2 separate regions of the Gossypium hirsutum genome follow, and region 2 is linked to region 1. Evidence: chromatin contacts called from public Hi-C data. All regions are on one chromosome and are shown on one strand. The core of a region is the stretch at or near the end of the contact, and the rest is flanking DNA. Distances in the headings are between cores, read along the strand shown.

Evidence for each region. A called contact is a pair of places that touch in the nucleus more often than the background predicts.
Region 2: a contact with region 1 is called in a Hi-C map of leaf, with 2.1 times the contacts expected there. The contact joins the promoter of LOC107925438 here to the enhancer-like site in region 1. A contact is called at or near these places in 2 of 34 Hi-C or Micro-C datasets (both in leaf).

Annotation. Positions count from the first base shown.
Region 1 is chrA01:111,531,260-111,535,580 of Gossypium_hirsutum_v2.1, reverse strand. No RefSeq gene overlaps it. Among protein-coding and RNA genes, the nearest start is that of LOC107925402, 6.9 kb to the right of the region's middle. Within about 2 kb of position 1,815, at least 8 of the 9 cell types and tissues checked have an H3K27ac peak or open chromatin away from gene starts, as enhancers often do. A contact at or near this core is called in leaf, where this site is marked.
Region 2 is chrA01:111,752,818-111,757,138 of Gossypium_hirsutum_v2.1, reverse strand. LOC107925438 (phosphoribosylamine--glycine ligase) reads right to left here and starts at 1,862. Exons shown (of 5, transcript XM_016856109.2): 1 at 1,675-1,862; 2 at 1,079-1,379; 3 at 474-826; 4 at 1-394. The coding sequence starts at 1,331. LOC107925440 (shaggy-related protein kinase kappa) reads right to left here. Exons shown (of 14, transcript XR_005927107.1): 12 at 4,139-4,241; 13 at 3,843-3,943; 14 at 2,560-3,544.

The DNA of each region.
Region 1 (4,321 bases), core at 566-3,065:
CTAGCTTTGAGACGAACATGCTTCACCATAATATTTCAGTTCCCACCTCGCAGACTATTGATTCTCCTTGCCAAAGCATAAGCATTTCTATGCGCATCTAGTGTAGTAATCAAATTAATAGCCTACAAGCAGTCAACTACCACTGCAACTTGTTTGTATCCTTTGTTCCAAGCAATCTTAAGGTCATCTACAATAGCCCATAACTTAGGCACATTAGACACACTAACACTTTAGTCCCCTCATTGTTTCAAAGCCCATATTTCAAAGCATAATAAACCTAAGATTAAGAACTGTAATGCCCCCAAAAAGTTTGGTGTCATTAATAGTACTATTTAGGGAAATAAAAGCATAAAAATTCAAAGAAAAAGAATTTATATTTATTAAATGTATTTGCAGATTTAGTTATACACCGAGAAGAAAGTATTAAATGTGATAAATTAAAAATCTCTATCATTAAGTGATATTAAATATATATATAAAAGAAAATGGAAAACGCTCTGGATGTTGATGGTATCTGTTCTCTGCCGGTGGTTGAAGATGGTGGCGGAGTGCGGGTGGACGATAATCCTAATACAAAGAAAATTAGATTCAAAGAAGATAATAATGGGAAAATCACCGATATGTTGGTGGAAACGAGAGCTAGTTCTTCAATCTCCTGGGAGGACAAATTGTTGGGGACTAATCCTGGAGATCTGAATACGGTTGGAGTGGTCTCTTTTGGTTTCAGTGTCGATGTTGACTTAGAAATTTTGGAGGGAGACATACATAGATCTATGGTCAATGGAATCCCCGCCATTGATTTTTCTGAGAGGATTCAACAAATATTATATAAAGAAATGGAGCAAACAGTTGTCATAAAACTACTTGGAAGGAATATTGGTTATGGAGCTTTAAACAACCGCATAAGTAATTTATGGAACCCTTCCATGCCTTTCCATCTCATGGACATTGAGAATGGATATTTCCTCGCTAAGTTTCAATCCCCAGATGACTATGCTAAGGTTTTGTCGCAGGGGCCTTGGATGATTTATGGACAATACCTGACTGTCCAACCTTGGACAAAGGATTTCACTCTATCTCAAGCATATCCAAGCATGGTGTTAGCTTGGATAAGACTACCAGGTCTTTCAGGGTTCCTGTATAAAAGAAGAATACTCGAAGAAATAGGAGGTATGATCGGTAAAGTTGTCCGTTTGGACTTCAATACAAACAGCAGAACTAGAGGAAGGTTTGCCCGAATGGCTGTTTATATTAATCTCGATAGACCCCTGACTACTCAAGTCCTTGGGGTTACATCAAAAGGTTGAATATGAAGCTCTACCCACGATTTCTTTTACTTGTGGAAAATATGGCCATACTAAAGAGCTCTGTGTCGTAGAGCAACCGGGATTGTTATCCGAAAAGGAGCAAATCAGTGATATTCCGGTGAAGAGGGCAACCGAAGAAGACGGAGCAACGTACAGGCTATGGATGGTTGTCGAGAATAAAAATAGGTGCAAATCTAGGAACATTAATTCCAGTAAAGAGAATCTTCGGGATCAAGGAAAATCAAGCTCCAGTTTTGACGCCTTGACAAATATAAAAAATCTGAATTTGAATGTTGGAACAAAGAAGGGAATAGAGGGTCAAGCGGTGGATGTTGGAAAAGTTACAGAGCAGATAAGGGAAAATAATAAGGGAAATGAGCGGATATGGGGAGTTAAAAAGAGTGTCGGGCCTGAGATTTATAAAATGAGCAGGCCTGCTATGGACGGCCCAATAGTCCCTTTCATTGCTGGTAATGTTGAGGCTAATGGTGCAAGAGGCCCAGATGCTGCCACATCGGATAAGGCCACTACCTGCGATGGGTCAAGTCGAATTAATGTGCTAGACAGACCAAGCACTAAATTCGAGTTTCAAGTTGACACTACAGAGGGATCTTCTAAGTCTTTAAGTGCTCATGCTATTAGCACGTCGACCGACACTCTAAGTTTTAATTCATCTCCAAATTTTGCTAATTTTTTTAATATGAATAATTCTTGTCTTAACCCTATTTTTGTTGGATAGGAGGATAACGATGGTGATGCTTTAGGCATACAGAACAAAGCTGATTTGATGGTGCCAGAATTGGTTGAAATTAAAGTCACCGATCCTATTGGAGGCTTAGATCCTTAGAAACATACTGCAGTATCTTTCAACAAGAAGGAATCAGCTAGAGGGAATTTTTTAAGGAAAAAGAACACCACAGATTTTGGGGGTAATAAGCCACATACTTTGGGGAAGTCAGTGGTTATTAAAGATGGAGGGTTTGGGGCTACAAAAAAGATAAATAAAGTTACGCATGGGAAAGGGATTAATTTTAAAAATAAAAATTCCTCTAGAGTTCCTTTGAGTGACTCTATGATCAGGTTAGCTCAGACAGTTTCCAATTTGCGAGGTGTTAACTTGGAGGTGGCTGGTCAAGGTTCGGGTAATAGTATCTAAGATTGATTCATTTTTTTTTGGATATTTTGATTTTAATTTTTAGATTTTTACTCTTTTCGTTCCTTTTTATCTTTTTTTATGGATTTAAATTTATCTATTTTCTCTTGGAACTGCCAAGGTTGCGCAAGTAGTAAATTTTTACGGGCTTTTCGTGAGTATAATCTTGAGCATAATCCGGATATTGTTTGTCTTTTTGAGCCACGAGTTAGTGGTAAAAAAGCTAATGCTATTATTGATAAGTTGGGTTTTGATTTCTCTCATCGCATTGAGTCTATTGGTTTTGCAAGGGGCATTTGGGTTGGATGGAAGGATAATATTCGCATCAATATTATGCATAACCATCCGATTTATTAGAAGTTTTACCTCCCGGTCCATTACCTTGGCTTATCTTAGGAGACTTCAATGCTATTCTCTCTCCTAATGATAAAAAGAGTGATCGGTCAACGGGTAAGAGATGCAAGATTTTTGGGAATTTTTTCGAATCTTGTAATCTGCAGGATCTTGGATTCATAGGTCCTGCTTTTACTTGGAAAAGAGGTAACATTCATGAACGGATTGACCGGGCTTTAGCAAATGATTATTGGATCTCTGCTTTCCCGCATACTTTAGTTTATCATCTTAATTGGATCATAGACTTATTCTTATTTCTACTAACCCTGTTCTTAGCCTTCCAAAAGGGAGACCTTTCCGTTTTCTTGCAGGGTGGACAAGACACGCAAATTTCAAAGAGTTGGTCTGTACTAAATGAAGATTTACAGGTAATATGGCTGACTCTTTATCTGACTTTACTATTCATTTCAAAGAGTGGAACAGGTCTGTCTACGAATTTTTAGGAGCGTGTAAGAGATATCTCATGAAGTCGCTTAGGAATATTCAGAAGGCTATGGATTGGTCATCCTCTAGTAGACTTGTTGATCTGGAGATGGAGGTTCGAGATGACCTGAAAAATGTTCTTAATCATGAAGAGCTCCTTTGGAGACAGAAGGTCAGATGTGACTAGCTTCAGTTCGGAGATCGTAATACTAAGTACTTTCATAGTCGCACCATGCAAAGGAGGAAACTTAATCACATATTGGCTTTACGCATAAGTAATGGAGAGTGGATTTCTGATCAAAGTGTTCTCAGTGATGAGGTAGCTAGATTTTTTGAGAGACTATATGGTGAATCTCCTACTCCCATGAGTACTTTTCCATTGGATGTATTTTCTCATTTCAAGGATGAAGACATTGATTTTCTTAAAAAGTCGGTATCGAATGAGGAGATAAAGAATGCCCTCTTTAATATGGCTCCTTTGAAGGCTCTGGAAAGTGATGGGTATCACACACAATTTTTTCAGAGTCAGTGGGATTCTGTTGAAGAGGCGGTTTGCAATTGGGTACAGGGGATCTTTGCTGGTAATAAGATTGAGGAGGATCTCAATAACACCTTAATTGTGCTTATTCTTAAGAAAGAGTGTCTAGAAGATTTCAGCCAATTTCGACCAATCAGTCTATGTTCGGTTATGTATAAATTGGTCATGAAGGTGATCGCCAATAGATTCAAACATGTGTTTCCGAAGTATATTTCATCCGAGCAAGCTGGATTTATTGCAGGTCGCAACATTTCTAACAATATCTTAATTATGCAAGAAGTTATCCACTCGATGAGTAGTAGGAAAATTGACAGGAATTGGATGGCCATTAAGTTGGATTTCGAGAAAGCTTACGACAGGATTAGCTGAGACTTTATTAATGTGACTCTTGTAGCTGCTGGGGTTCTCGAATTTTTTAGAAAGGTAATTATGAGTGTTATATCTTCTTCATCCATTTAAATCCTATGAAATGGGGTTCCGTCTCAATCCTTCAGGCCTGTGCGGGGG
Region 2 (4,321 bases), core at 613-3,112, 220 kb before region 1:
GAATAATGGATTCCATGACCACATTTTGAAGTTCTTTAGTTAAGACTGGTGCAGGGGAGTATGCCCCCATTCCCCCAGTATTTGGACCTGTGTCACCATCTCCAACCCGTTTATAGTCTTGTGCAGACTCTAGTGGTATAGCATTCTCCCCATCAACCAGGGCAAAGAATGATGCTTCTTCTCCTTCGACAAATTCCTCGACAATAACCCGGTAGCCTGCGGAACCAAAAATGCCCTCTACAAGCATTGAATCAACGGCTTTGTAGGCCTCCTCCAATGTTGTAGCAACAGCAACTCCTTTTCCAGCAGCGAGTCCATCTGCTTTGATAACAATAGGTGCTCCTTGCTCTTTAATATATTGCTTTGCAGCTGATGCATCTGAAAATGTTTGATACTAAACCAAACATTTAAAAGAAATAAGTAACCAAAAGCAATAATGGTAAAATGTTTTTTTGCAAACAAATGAAAGAAACCTTAGCAGTAGAAATCCCATATCTATGACATATAGTCTTCATGAAGTCCTTAGAACCTTCCAAAGCAGCTGCCTCAGCTGAAGGGCCAAAAGTAGGAATTCCAGCCGTTACCAAATCATTGGCAAGACCTGAAACAAGGGGAGCTTCGGGTCCAACAACCACCAAACCAACACCCCATTTGCTGCAAAAAGAAATCACAGCTAAGCTATCAAAGATGTCAAGGTCAGGAATACAGGTTGCATTCCCCGAGGTGGAAATCCCCGCGTTGCCTGGTGCACAGAAGACAGCATCGCAAGACGGCGACCGCTGCAATGCATAGCAAAGAGCGTGTTCTCTTCCGCCTCCACCAATAACTAGAACATCATAACGGTCAAATTAACGGTGTCATCCAATGTTTTTGAAATCGGATAGATAAATCAAATCAGTCGAGACAACCCCAAGAAAAAAGTATCACACGAGAGTCCCATCTTTTTCTTTGGCTTACCATGAAAATAAAAAAGGAAAAAAAAAAGATGAACCACAAACAAGAATAATAGAGAAAATGGAGGAAAGGGTAATCATAAAAATAGAAAAATAAACGAAAAGGGGGTGTTGCAGAGTCATACTGTTATTGCCATATGTATCAACTGAAACGGAGAGCTCTGATGTCTGAGAAAAGCATGTGAAAGTAGTAGAGGACCATCGTGAGCTATGATGATTGATGCTTAAGCTAAGAGTTCCCACACAGGAAGAGGAACTACCAAGCACCAATCTTGATGGTAAAGCGGAAGAATGAAATTGAGAAGCAAAGATGCCGCTAAACCTGTTGTTGGTAACAAGCTTTGGATAAGGAGGGAGTCTAAGGGTAGTAAAGGCCATACTTTTTCTTCTTCAAGTTCTTCTCTGCAATATGGAAACAAACAACACCTGGTGCTGGCGGGTTTTATTGTCATTTATTGAGAAAGAAAAATACAAGCACAAGTATACAATTATAAAAAAATAAATGAGTAACTACAAATCACAACATATAAACATCAATTCAAATCGTAATTTTGTATTCAATATACGTAAGATATTAGTAAGCATTACGGGGCAAAAGAGTGACATCTCTTTCTTTTTGTTTTCTATACTAATATAAAGCAATGGGTATTATTAATCAAATGAAACAGTGAAATAGAATAGAATAGTAAGTAAAACAACAGATATTTGTGGGAGAGAAGACCTTACAAGTGAGACCAAGCCAACAGAGAAGCTTGAGATAGCAGCAGATAAGTTAGAAGTGAAAGTGAAAGGCAGCAAAAGTTTTTAAATTTGGGTATGAGTGATGATGATGCAGTTTATATTGCGTGTGAAAAAAAGTGAGGAGTGGAGATGAATATAGATAACTGTGCAGGAGACGAAAGTTACAAGTAAAGGATAAATAAAAAAGGTGTGCTAATTCTGCTCCTATACTATGTGCTGCTCTCTGTTTTGCATTTGACATGGTAGTGTCTGAAAGTGGATTTGGATTTTTTCCACCAATATCAACTCTTGTTTTCCCTTTCTTTTTCACCCCGATAAAGTAAAATGCCCCCACAATCATTTAAGGTTTGTGTATCTGTGTAGTTCATTTAATTATTTAGAGTTTACACCAAGTTTAATTGAGATGAATGGAATAAAATTGTAATCAGTAATTCAATTGTTTGATTTAATAGAATTAAATAAAATTGTAATTGTATTCTCATGTTTGGTTTAATGGAATAGATGTTGTAACAGCATAAGAAAAAATATTTAAATGTCCAAAGTAATTTTAATAAAATAATTATTAATTATAATTTAATAAAATAATAATAAATAATTTAATAACGTTCTTAATATAATTATTATTAAAATATAAATTAATAATATAAAAATAATATATAACCTACTTTATTGAAACAAAAAATACATTACTTTAAAAGTAATAATGCCTTTAATATTGCACAAAAATTATATAATAGCCTGTAAGGGAAAAAAAATTAAAAATATACTATGAAAATTGCATGAAATTGTATTTACATATTATATTTACATCTTGCGTTTTAAAAATATCCATCGCAAGCATCACATTGCAAATAAGTTGATGAGGTTTTAGCTTTAGAACCATTCCAGTCTTGTTAAAGAGTATAAGCATGACATTCACAAATAAACAACCATTCTGTTAGCTACAACCAAACATATTAGTCAATATCCAAAAATTTACAAGTGAACATCTTCGGAATGAAATGAGAACCCAAAACAACACTTAGAAACATTTCTTGCTAAAACGCTTTAATTGGGTGTAACTTTCATGTAACGGTATTTATACCCATTCTATATTATTTATTATTCATTTTTTCACGTTCAGGTAACCCCTTCAATCTCGCAATCCACCATTTTAGCATGTTGGTGCTAGATAATTTGAAGCTACGTCCAGCATTCCATGTTAACCTTTTAAAGAAAAATGCAAGAGCTCAGGTGGTACCAAACTTGGAACCCCCCCCCCCCTTTCTCGAAATCGATCAAGATGGTCAACCTAAGGTGGATCTTAAAGCTGTCTTGATCAAAAGAAACAATCTAGTTGTAACTCAGTGGTTGGTGGAATGGTCAAATTTGGGTCTAGACGAAGCTACATGGAATGATTTCTTCTTTTAATCTTTGGGGACAAGGAACAACAGGGAATGAAGGTAATGTTATGAAAAAGACAACTGGAAAGGGTAATACGATCAATTTCTATGGAAGGGCACAGGTAGAGGAAACACGTGGCGTAAGCTATGATGATGAAGGATGAGAAGAAATCTAATAAAATAAGAACTTTATATCGTTGAAACCACCTTGTCCTTTTGTTCAGAGGTCCTATTCTTTTGATTACATAACAATCTCCATTTTTTCCCTTCTTTTTTCTTTGCCAAAATTTTAACCCGATTCGATTCTCAACGGTTCATTTATTTTCAGATTTTATGGAGGTGATTGGACCACCAAACCTACCAAATCCTCATCCAACCAATTCCAAATTGATTTCTAATGCCACAAGCCAAACTTGGATGTTATTATAACAATCACAGGGGAAAAAGTCCATGGTCCTAATTTGAATCCTGAATTTAAAGACGATGACATGAACTTAGTAAAGCATCTCACAAATAAGTATACATAAAATGTTATAGTAATTAAGATGATTGTCTTCAAAGGAAAAAAAAAAAAAACAAAACAGGTTCATCAGCACTCCAAGCCTTGGATCTCCTGTGTTCTAATGACTTGGTTTTCAAACACACTATTCGTACTAGAACGATGAAAGAAGACACGGGTATGATACTTTTTTTTTTTTTTTTTGCTTTTTACATATGATGATAACATATATGATGATACAAATGAAAATGGCGTGGCAGAAGAAACCTGGGAAAGGTAGCTAAGCATGCAGCGCCATGAATAAATTCTGCTTACGAGCATGTTCCGGAATAAGTTTCTTCACAACGTCAGGGGGACACCCGAGAGCTCTGCCAATTTAATTAATTTCAAGCATTCAAAAAACATGTATCTTATAAGAGTTTTGCTTTTGTACTATTTGTGGTTAATTTCAACATATTGCATACATGTAGCAAGAAATGTGATTTCCAGTAACGTAAACGAGCTGCGGTGTCTGTTGATGGCATAATGATGCTAAAAGTATTTAACTACCATGTGAAACTGACCTTGAGGCTTAAAGTTGAAGAGGGGTGGAAGTGGACGGCCATTTGGAAGTCGAGTGTTTGGGTCCCTCAATTCATCAAAGAATGGGTGAATGCAAGCCTCCAACTTCAGTAGAATTGTCACCACAAGATAAATAAAAAAAAAAAGTTAATGGTATTTGTACCATTACTACTCATTGCAGCAAA